2 separate regions of the Ovis aries genome follow, and region 1 is linked to region 2. The links are chromatin contacts, called in public Hi-C maps. All regions are on one chromosome and are shown on one strand. The core of a region is the stretch at or near the end of the contact, and the rest is flanking DNA. Distances in the headings are between cores, read along the strand shown.

What was found. Hi-C and Micro-C count contacts between places; a contact is called where the count stands out from the background.
Region 1: a contact with region 2 is called in a Hi-C map of tail adipose tissue, with 6 times the contacts expected there. The contact joins two enhancer-like sites. A contact is called at or near these places in 13 of 16 Hi-C or Micro-C datasets (blood, hypothalamus, liver and 7 more).

What each region holds. Positions count from the first base shown.
Region 1 is chr3:20,685,246-20,691,107 of ARS-UI_Ramb_v3.0, reverse strand. LPIN1 (lipin 1) reads right to left here. Exons shown (of 19, transcript NM_001280700.1): 5 at 5,514-5,643; 6 at 3,863-4,181; 7 at 2,766-2,859; 8 at 1,909-2,099; 9 at 817-910; 10 at 41-110. Among named protein-coding and RNA genes, the nearest start is that of LPIN1, 16 kb to the right of the region's middle. Within about 2 kb of position 1,872, at least 6 of the 54 cell types and tissues checked have an H3K27ac peak or open chromatin away from gene starts, as enhancers often do. A contact at or near this core is called in tail adipose tissue, where this site is marked.
Region 2 is chr3:20,613,766-20,619,213 of ARS-UI_Ramb_v3.0, reverse strand. It overlaps a transcript of LPIN1 not described here. Among named protein-coding and RNA genes, the nearest start is that of NTSR2, 30 kb to the right of the region's middle. Within about 2 kb of position 2,518, at least 8 of the 54 cell types and tissues checked have an H3K27ac peak or open chromatin away from gene starts, as enhancers often do. A contact at or near this core is called in tail adipose tissue, where this site is marked.

The sequences.
Region 1 (5,862 bases), core at 623-3,122, 73 kb before region 2:
TCATTTTCATGTCCCTTTTCTTTCTCATGGTAAAGCTCACCTTTGGCAATGGTTTCTGGAAGGCCTGCATGGCCAGGAGCAGAGGCGCCGCTGTCGTCCAGTTATAGTATCTGACACAAAACAAGGAAAAGCGGTCAGAAGACCAAGGCTCAGACCTCTAACATCCCGAGAAGCGGTCATGTGAGGCTCTGGACGTTCAGAGGGTCCTTAAAGAGCCCAGTACTGTGGCAAACACCCCAGGTCAGCCGCCACATGCCCCAACCTTGTAGAAGACCTTCCTCCAGCCAAACCCCCAGCGGCCACTGTGGCAACAAGACAAACAACATGGCAGGTGAGCCAGCGGCCAGCTAAGAGCAGCCCACGCCCCACTGGGAGTCAAGCCACTGATGCGCTGGAACATTTCTGGCCTACACTTAAGGGAAAAGGAAATGAAGACCCTCAGTTAATACGTAAACATCTGTGGCTTCCTCTAATGGGGAAAAGTTTGCCAGCAGCCTGTAAAAATACATGCACATCCCCTGACCCCAGACAACAAAGCTTTCAAGGGGTGGGTGCCCGGTCTATCTTGTGATAGAGGCCAAGGCTGTGACGTCACACGTCCCACGGTAAAATCTGGTGCAGCTGAATGCAAGCCCCACAGGATCCAGTTACATCAACGTTCTAACCATGTAAGCAATGCAGCATTTTGCCAATAGTGAAGAGACAATAATAGATTTTTAACAAAGACTTAAGTTTATACATTTCTAAGGGTTACTGAGAAGCTGAAGCTGAACGGGTATCACACAACGGCTGAAATGACTTTCGGGAGGAACTTACTTATTTCCAATCTTCACCACGAGATTGGGGTCATCAATGAGGGCAGGGTTGTCCGCAAACTGCTGATATGACACGGCCTGTTCCAAAAATGCATCTGTGAAGGCAAAGGAGGGGGGGAATACAAAGAAGATTTAGTACAAACACCAGGCCTGTTTTCACTCCCTCACAAGTATCTTCTGAGAGTTTATGCCATCCAGCTATGCAGACAATCCTATCAAATCTATTTGCCAAGGGGCCTTCAGTTAGTTTTCAGGGTTGTGTCTGTGCATAAATGGAGAGAGATGGGGGCAGCCAGAGGATGGGGGACAAGTGCATCCTTAATCAGGGCACATGTGTTTACATGGGAGCAGGCGTGTAGGAAACACCATAAACACAGGCCCCTGCAGAAGCAGACGACTGGAGCTCAAGGTATGGTCACCCGGGTGTGAGTCACAGTCATTGGTGTGACCTTCCACACCCACCTCCTCGCCAGTGGTCATGAGGATGGACAAAGTCATGAATGAAAGCTCGGTGACCTGCCTAGGGCAGGTGGGGACACCTAGGGCCACCTGGTCCAGGGGTCATCAGCTGCAGTGGCTGACTGCACTCTCTGGAGGTCTCGGGGACACCTCACCATGTAAATAGCATGAGATCCTGGGAAACTAGGGATAAAAATAGGGTGGGGGCTATGATTTAACTCAGATCACCTAAGCCAACCCTGAAACACCCTTCTGACACAGCCAGGAAGGGTCCAGGGCTCACTCAGACACCCCTCCCTCCTCCAGCATTTCTGTACACTTGCTAGCACTCTTTTCCCACTGTTGACGTTCCCACTACCCCGGGGCCCCACCCCACTGCAGGACGGGCACAAGCTGTGCTCAAACACGCCTGACGACCAGTGACCCAGTGGCCTTGTTGTCGCCTGGGGCGCCTGTGTGTGTGCCCTGCAGAACACTGCGGTCAGTCAGCCAGCCGCCACCGAGCAGCAACATTTGGGTCCTGAGCCACAGGGAGTCACGTGCGCTCCTCCATGAGCCCGGGGCTTCGGGCCGGTCCAGCCGGCGGCCAGCAGGGGGCGCTGCCGGCTCAAAGACGGCGGCGGCCGCGCGGTACCTTTGGTGATCTCCCGGTTGTCGCTGAGGCCCCCGCACAGGGAGATGGCGATGGACGGCAGGTCCCTCAGGCCGTCCGACGTGCTCTCCACGCCGCTGTCGACGCCAGAGCTGCCCACGGACTGAGGGGACTGGTTGGCGGAGCGGGCTCCGTTGTCGCTGGCGGGTTTCGTGAGCCCAGAAGGGTCTCCGCTGGAAGGAGAGGAGAGGGAGGGGCTGTGAGGAGGACTTCCCGAGCCTGGCAGGTGGGAGATGTCTCACTCAGATGTCAGGTGACCCCGGCAGTGAGAGGGACAGAGATGTCATCCCAGCAGACCCTCACTAAGGCGCCACGGCAGGCACACGAGCTACATGAATGACCTTAGGAGGAAAAATAACCATTTTTAAACCCCTACGCCTCCCTGCGTTTTTCTCCCAAATGCACTGGAATTGAGGAATAGAGAGCATGCCCTCCCAAGAGGCCACCATCCTGTCACGCCCTTTGCGGAGCCAGGACTCCCCACAAATGATGGAAATCCCAGACCACAGGGCCCCCAAGGCCCCAGGGGACTTGCCCTGGGGAGAGGCAGGGCTGTGCGTAGCTGATCTGGGATGAGGATCACTGACCACCGCAACATCACCTTGGTGTACCTGGGGACATGGCCTCGAGCCTGTGTCCCCGGCTCAAAAGCCATCCCAGGAGGGGGGGACAGCCTGCCCTCACGTCTACACAGGGTCCATGCTTTGACCGGTTGCTCCTCACGGTAAAACATGGAACTCCTGCAGCTTTTTCTCACTCACTTTCTAATCAAATATAAGGAAAAAGCGGCTCCCAGGTTAACATATACAAAACATAGGAAGCATAAAAAGGGCTCTTACTTTTTGGGGAAATACAGGGCAGCGACTTCGGGATCCATGTCTGTGAGGTCATCTAAGTAGACGCCGTCAGCCCCCAGGTGTCGGCTTCGTTTGTCTGAAAAGGCACACGGGTCAGGTCAGAGCACCGTTCTTCAGATGCAACCTCACAGACTTCCGAGCCTCTCTAGAAAGAGCACTTGAGCACCGTGCGCAGATCTGCTCAGAAGGGTCCACTGAGTGAGTCGGGTAGCTTCAGTGAGCCTCAGCTCCCCAGCTGGGAGGGGCCTGAGAGGTACTAAGCACTCAGCACACTGACACAGTGATGGGTATTTTTATTATTATCTGTATTGGTTTTGTTATTATTATCACTAAACAGCAAAGCTTTCACTGAGCACTTCCCCATCAGTACTCTGAAGCCTCCTATATGGTACATCGTTGGCCCCTGGCACCAAGACTGCACCCTTCCAGTTTACTGTGGCCAAAGAATTACATCATCGGTTCATACAGACTAGAACCACCGCGCACAAAGCCACGCAGCTAACAGATGAGGCTTCATGTCATTGGTCTGGACAGGCAGCCAGGTGGGCATTTGACTACATGTATGGAGCCCCCACCATGCGCCAACCACTATACGAAACACCAGGGAAAAAGGTAAAAAGACAGAAATATTCTTGACCTCACAGAGCACGTATGTTCTAGTACGGAAGCCAGGCAAAAAAACAAAACAAGTAATCACTTGAAACAGTGATACACGGTATGCAGAAATTAACACAGGGCAATGCACTAGAGGGAAACCAGGGGCAAGGAAAGCGGGGTGCAGACTAGCTTCATCATCAGTGTCTGGTGCAGTCCCAGCGTGGGGGACCCCAGCATCCCTGACCTGTCCAGTGGAGGGCTGTGGGGGTGGATCACTGCACCATCCCTGAGGCCTCCTTCAGGTCAGATTTTCTACAACTCAATTCTGAGAAAACACACATCCAGCAAAAGGGCAAGGGACTGAACAAGAGAGATGTCCTGTCTCCCCTCTGAAGAATCTTGAACTTTGGCTGGGGGAAGAGGCTGTGGTGGGCAGAGCCCCCAGTGCACAGGAAGGCACTGGGAAGCGTCAGCTTTCTCACCCTTTTTCCTGGAAGGCGAATCCATCTTGCTCGCAGCTACTGGGGCAGTGTGGGCAGAAGGGGCTTTGGGCTCCTCGATCGTGGGTAAAGGGGGGGCTGCTGCTCCCAAAGCCTCAATGTCGTCTTCGTTCACAAACTGTATCTCTGTCTGCGGCTTGTTCTGCTCCAGCAGTGGCTGCACCGGAGACGCCCTGACCAGTGTTGGTGACTGGTCACTAAACGCATCTGAAGATTCACTGTGGATGGCTTGGAAGTGCATTTTATCACAGATTTTCCTGCTGTTCAATGGGCTGGACTCTTTCATCTTGTGTGGTGAGGACTGGATCAAAGGGGCAGGGAGGGAGAGAGAGAGAGAGAGGTCAGCGAAGAGTCGAGTCAACCAAAGGGCCCTGGGCAGGCACAACTGTAAAGGACACAGTGAAGCCTTGGCGGGTGGGAGGGGGTGGCGCACCTGGTGACTCCCACACTTGCTGAAAAGTCTGGAAACCAAGGATAGTATTTCCAAAGCAAATGAACTTTCATATAAAACATTAACTGCCAAATGGGAGTGAGTGAGTGAGTGAGTGAGGGAGTGAGTGAGACCACCAATCTAACACGAATGTCCAGCAGGAGAAAGGGGAATGTATTCACACCACAGGGCGATCAAGGTGCTGAAAGTGAATTACGATATATGGTAACAGGACGAGCCTTGCAAAACTAAACTCTGCTATTAAAGCCAAGATTGGGTTTATCATTACTGGGGGGGAGGCGTCAGAACAGGAATTGCAAAGGGTCAGGGGGCTTCCAAGTTCTGATTTAGTCCTGGTCTGGATGCAGGTCACGTGGACACATTCACCTGTGTGAAGTGTGTGAAGTGAAGATGTTTCAATCTTGGCACTCAGGATCTGGGTGTTTCTCTGCCCGTGTGTTACAGTTCAATGAAGTCCACCCCCAAAACGTGAGTGAACAAGGGCAGACTTGGTGGCTGGTTCCCATGAGTGGGAAAAGGGCATTTCTGACGTTAACTCTCCAAGGAATTTCCAGTTATGGAAAAGATTTATCCAAACAGAAATCAAAACGCAGCTTGTGGGTTGGAAAGCGGGGAGCGAGTATGCCATTTCTGCATCTGATCCTACAGCTTCGAGCACAGAAGAAAACAATGCAATAGTGGATCTGTGGCCGGAACTGTTTTGCCAAAGTGATGGGTTTGCACATTTGTGCCGTTTCTCCAGCAACAGATGACATGCATTTGTAAAGATGGCTGGCTGGGTCAGCACGACCGCTTATAGGCAGGGAAATCAGCATTTTCCATGAAAGCTAAATATAACCTAGAAAGGGAATGAACCCACAGCTTCAGCCTCAACAGACCTACTCTCCAAAGAGCTGTCTCTTTATCACAGAAATGCTTTCAGTCTTCACTTACTCACTCATTTATTTATTCACATCACAAAGATTTACTGGGGATACAAGAGGTGGTATCATCTTCTAAGGGTGTTACAGTATTTACAAATACCCAGCTTGAAATACCATAATATAGTTTGAGATTCTTATAACAAATTGGAATATGAAATAAAATTTCTTGAAAGAAAAGATTGTGACCATTTCATGTCTTCAGAAACTACCTTTGATGGATAGCAGAAATGAGGAAGGGAAAAAAAAAAAAAAAACCTACCTTTGTGGCTTGGGGCAGTTCTCCCCAGAGCCAGAGCATTTCTAGATTATTCTTCTGAATTGTCCTATCCGCAGATTTGCTGACCAGTTCTGAGTCACTTTTAGGTGTTGAGGGTCGGGAAACTGAAGGACTTAAGGAAACACAAATGGAAGATTAAAGTGGGAAGAGAAACTTTGGAAATGTTTTTGTGCCCAGCATTCTCAGAGAACCTAGAAAATGGCCCCAACACACCACTGCCTTGTGACCACAGCTTTGTGACTATCCCCTCTGTGGCCACCAGGAGTGGACAGAACACGCACCCGGAAGAAGGCACTCCCCATTTGAGTAACCTTGTCCCAACCTGCTGCCC
Region 2 (5,448 bases), core at 1,269-3,768:
TGTGTGTTCAGTAACTCATTCAGGGGACATCCTGGGGCAGAAATAACAGGTGTGGTCTCCAACCTTGGGGGCCAGTCAACCACGTTTCCTATCATACCATCCCCCAGGGAAGGCAAGGCAGCAATTCAAGTCTGAATGGAGAGACTAGTGGAAGGAGCCACAGGAAGTCTGGGACAGAGGGAGTGAAGTGAAAGTCACTCAGTCATGTCTGACTCTTTGCGACCCCATGGACTGTACAGTCCATGGCATTCTCCAGGCCAGAATACAGGAATGGGTAGCCTTTCCCTTCTCCAGGGGAACTTCCCAACCCAAGGATCAAACCCAGATCTCCACATTGCAGGCGGATTCTTTACCAGCTGAGCCACCAGGGAAGCCTAGGACGGAGGGAGGGAGGGTGGTAAAAATGAATGAAAACAGAACTCGTCTGTCTGTGCTATGGCGATGAGGTACGAGACTGAACCAGGGAGATTATACAAAATAGTTGAGAAACAGTTTTAGTACAGCCACTGCCCAAACCAAAGAGACATCCAACCAACCAGAAGGGACACATCAGCCTTGGATACACCAATTAGCATGTCAAGTATTTTTTTACAGGGTGACTAAAACAGATTCTAGAATCCGACCAGCTCAAATCCTAGATCCATCACAGACTATCTGTGTGACCTTGATCTAGTCCTTTAACTTTTCTGTGCTTCAACTTTTTCACCTGTAAAATGGGGCTGAAACTACATTGTTATGATAAGGATTGAATGTAAATAAACTTCAAGCACTTAGCCCCAAAACAGCTTCATAGCACACATTGAATAAATGTCATATTATTATGATGGTGACCAGTACGTGTAATTTAATGACAGAATTGAGGTCCGGTGAAGCTTCTCACTGGTGCTGAGTCCACTGTGCCTGTCTCCTCTGCCAGGGGCTGTGAACAAGCTTAAGTGCTGTTGGCTGCTGCTGCTAAGTCACTTCAGTCATGTCCAACTCTCTGCAACCCCGTAGATGGCAGCCCACCAGGCTCCTCTGTCCACAGGATACTCTAGGCAAGAATACTGGAGTGGGTGACCATTTCCTTCTCCAGAAGAGCGCTGTTGCAGTTCAGAGCAGAGAAACCGGCGAGCACAAGATTAGTCACGTCTGGTCACTAATTATTTCCTACCTGCCCTGCCCTGTCTAGGTACTGAGTTCATCATTAGGACAATTGCGAAGGTGACTAAGCCTTGATTGCTTGAGTGATTCAGAGATTAGAGTGGAATCACAACACACACGTACTGTGTGTCCCGTGCCGCACCAGGTGCTTCCTACATTCAAATTCTCATCATTCCTCTCTAAGTGTTGTGGGTATCACCATCCTGGTTTTTATTGGAGAAGCCAAGTTTCAGAAAGGCTGAGGGATTTTCCCAAGGCCACACAGCCTGTCGGCTGTGCCCTAGATCATTCTGTCCAACTGACCCCCTGCCTACTCACCCTCCATCTGTCTTGTGCTGCCTGACCCAGCTCCTGCAGGTGCCATCAATCGTTTCCACGTCAGCATTTCCCTAACCCCTTGTTCTTAACACCACACCTCTCAACTTGCCTTGCCTGCCTGTCCCCCACTGGACTGGGAGCTCCCTAAGACCAGCCACCAGCTTACTCTTCTTTCTGTTTAGAGCCCAGTACATGTGGCCACTCAATGACCATTATGTTGAATGTCTGAATGAGAGAATGAGTGAATGATGTAACCTCAGGTGTGGTCAGCTGGCACACAGACCATATTTATATTAATAGCACTTATAGTTTCTCAACACAGTAGAGAGCGATTCCCCAAAGGCTTTGCATTTCATATGTCAAAGCTCATGACCCATGGCCATGGGGAAGCAGGGTGGAACTTCAGTTTCTATATTCTCTCTGTTTAATCATCTTTCTCCTGAACATCCTCCAGCAACTCAGACCCCTTAAGTGACGGAGGTGGTGGAGGGTGAGGTGACATCCAACCCTGGCAGGGTTTCCCCAAAGGATTGGAAATTGCACGGCCCATGAAATCAAACTTTGTTAGTTCTCCCAAAGCAGAGCACAAGTCAACTTATAACACACTTTATTCTTTTCCACTACAAATCATGACTTGGCCTCAGCAAGCAAGTGCCCCTTAGAAAGGTTTTATGTAGATATACTTTTTTTTAAAGAGACACAATAATACAGTCCTGCCAATTCAAATATTTGTCTGAATTAATAAGCTCATCTTTTAAGATACAAACAGCCTTTAGAGAGAATAAACAGAGCAAACCTTTTACCCACAGTGTCCACAGATTAAATACACTCAGCAAATTCAGTTGCTCTGTGGGAAAAACAGTTTATAATGGGAGGGGGGGAATGGTGGAGAGTAAGGTCAGAGGGCATGTTTGGGGGAAAAGAATCAGAACCTGATCCACCAATTCAAAAGTGGGCGGGTTTCTGTGCAGAAACAACCACCAAGAAGGTGAAGCAACTGCTGCCCCTGAAGACATTAGATCCACATGACTCTGTTCTTGCTGTTCCTAGAAGGGGCGGGAGAGGTGGGAGCCAGTCACAGCAGCGGACGTTTACATAAAGAACCCGGAGAAAGCCTCTTGACCCTGCGTACACTGAGTTCCTTCTACGAAAGCATCTGGTCTCCTGAGACCGCTGGCCCCCTGCCAGGCTGGGGCACGGGCAGCGGACAAGCGGAGGTGACGGCAGAAGAATCAGGACAGGGCAGGACACGCTGTGCCCCAAGGACTCCAGCCCTGCCTCCAGCCCTGTCCCAGAGCACCAGGCACCGAACTGACCCAGAAGACAGACTTCCACATCCCTGTGCACCTGGGACCTGCAGGGGGAGGTGGGTGGGCTTCCCAGGTGGCGCTTGTGGTAAAGAATCCGCCTGCCAACGCAGGGTACATCAGAGATGCAGGTTTGATCCCTGGGTCAGGAAGAACCCCTGGAGGAGGGCATGTCAACCCACTCAAGTATTCTTGGCTGGAGAATTCCATAGACAGAGTGGCCTGGCGCGCTACAGTACACGAGGTCAAAAAGAATAAGACTGAAGCAACTTAGCACACACCCATGCAGGGAGGTGGGCATTGGATGGAAAGATTGTTGCTCAAGAGAAACTGACAGCTCAGTTGTTTAAGTGCTGGACACAGTGATGCGCTCTGACCATCCAGCTGCCTACACCCTGGCCAGGACTGCAGGCAAAGCTGGGCGCTTCCAGGCTGGGATATCACTCAAAGCTGAGAGAAGCATGATAACCCTCCCCCTGGGGGTGGACTGGACCCTGGAGAGGGGCTTGCTGCTGGCCTGGGGAGATGGGCAGGAGGGGTTGTAATTGGGGTGGGCACAGGAAGGGCTTGGTACCAGGCTCTGCCAGGTGCCCACAGTGAAGAAGCTAATAAGGTGGGAGAGGTTTTTCAGCCAGCAAGATGGCCAACCAAGAGCCCCTCCATTCAGCCTGCCTGTGATGGTGGCCTTTCCCTGTCCCCAGGCCAAGCCTCGTCACTATCAACAACAAGCAAGAAAGAAACCAGCAGGTCACCGAGCTTCAGCGAATGCCAGCTTCCTAGGGCTGAGAAAACAGGCCAAATTCCTTGGTTGTGATGTGCAGACTCCTCTAGCTGGCCAGGCTTTCAAGCCAAGGCAGTGAGAAGCAGGAGCCAAAGCCTGGTGGGGCCCAGAGTGGCCGGGGGCTCTCCTTCCTGCCCCCAACCCCAGCTTGGCTACCAGCCCCCAGGAGCTGCTGCTGCCCCAGTCTGGAGGGAAGTCAGAGCCCAGGGTTGCCAAAACACAGGAGCTGGGCGAGGCCTCTGGGATGTGCAGGGGGCTGGCCTCGGGGCGCACACGGGGAGCCTGGGGTTTGCGGGGCTGCCTGTTTGAATGATGACTTCACTTTAGAAACAAAGAGGGAATAAGCCAGAGCTCCACAGAAGTAGGTGCCTCCTCCTTGGGACCCGAGTGAGGGGACCACGCACCTGCTCTTACAGGATGCAGCCCCATTCTTGGGAAAAAACACCTTCCCCTGGGCCGGAGGCTGGGGACCCAGAGATAGGGTAGGGGGTTCCCTGCTCTGAAGGGATCCCTGCCAACCTGGAAAACCATGTAACAGAGAGCATAACAGGATAGGATCACAGGGAGGGCCGCAGAGGAGCGACAGCTGAACTCAGCCGCGAAGGTGGGTGGGGGTCTCAAGGCCGAGAAGGGGAGGAATCTCTTCCCCAGGGAAAGGATCACGAAGGCTCCAAGCTCAGAGAAGGGGCTCCTGGTGCCTGAGGCTTGATTCGGGGCCAGGAAGGGGCACCCTTGGACCACGCCAAGCTGGCAGTGCTGAGGAAGAAGCTGGCTTTGCTCCTGATTCTCCCCATCTGGCTGGAAAGCCCAGAGGCTGCACCAGCCTGTGCATCAGGTTTTAGGGAGTAGGCCTGCTGCCCCCACACCAGGGAAAGAGAGAAGCCCCTCTTAAGACATCAACTTTCCCATCTCCACTATTGACCCATTCTGTCAACAAGGAAACACACTATCGTCTTGTCTTACTGTTCAGTGCCCAGCAAAGCCCCTCTCTTCCCTGGATTCCCGTGCCAGCTACTGCCCATTTCCGGTCCCCTTCCCAGCAAACTCCTCTGCTTGTTTTCTTTAGTTTCATTCTTGTTCCTCTCTTAAACCCTTTTAGTCTGATTCCCCCGCCTCCTCCACAATTTCACCAGAACTGTCTTCATCGAGGTCGCCAACAGCATCCAGGTTGTAAATGCAAAGGACATTTCTCATTCTTTATTTGTGCTTTTCATCCATCAACAATGTTGGACACCATGTCACTCTGTTGTCCTTAAAACACTTCCTCCTCTGGCCTCCAAGGCACCAAATTCCCTTGGTTGTTCCTCCTGCTCCAATGTTGGCTCTCGTTTTCTGGCAGGTCTCTCCTCTGCCCTCCAGGGACCAGACCGAGTTCCTCTTCTCAAGCTGACTGACTCCTACGGTGACCTCATTCAGTCTCGTGGCTTTAAATACCTACGGTATCCCTGTATCTCCAGCTTCAGCCTCTCTATAGAGTCTAGAATCATATACTCAACTGCCTGCTCGTTATCTCCAAATGGGAAACCTAGCGGCATTCTCCAAATCAGCACGTGCAGATCTCCACTGACCCCCACACCACTCTGCCCGCGGCTTCCCTTGTCTTGGTTGATGGTCACTATAGCCTTACAGGTGCTTGGGCATTCTTCTCTCCTCTCAATCAACATCTGATTCACCAGGAAATCCCAATAGCTCTGTCTTCAGGATGTGTCTGGGATCTGATCACTTATCACCCCCTTCACGGCTCTCCCATTAGTCCAAACCCCCTTATCTGTCTTCTCATTCACAACAGTGGCCTTCTCTATCGACCTCTTGCTTCTCTGATCCTACTGACTATTCTCCACACTGCAACCCAAGAGGTCAGAAAACCTCACTGCTCAGCTCAGACCTTGAAATGGCCAA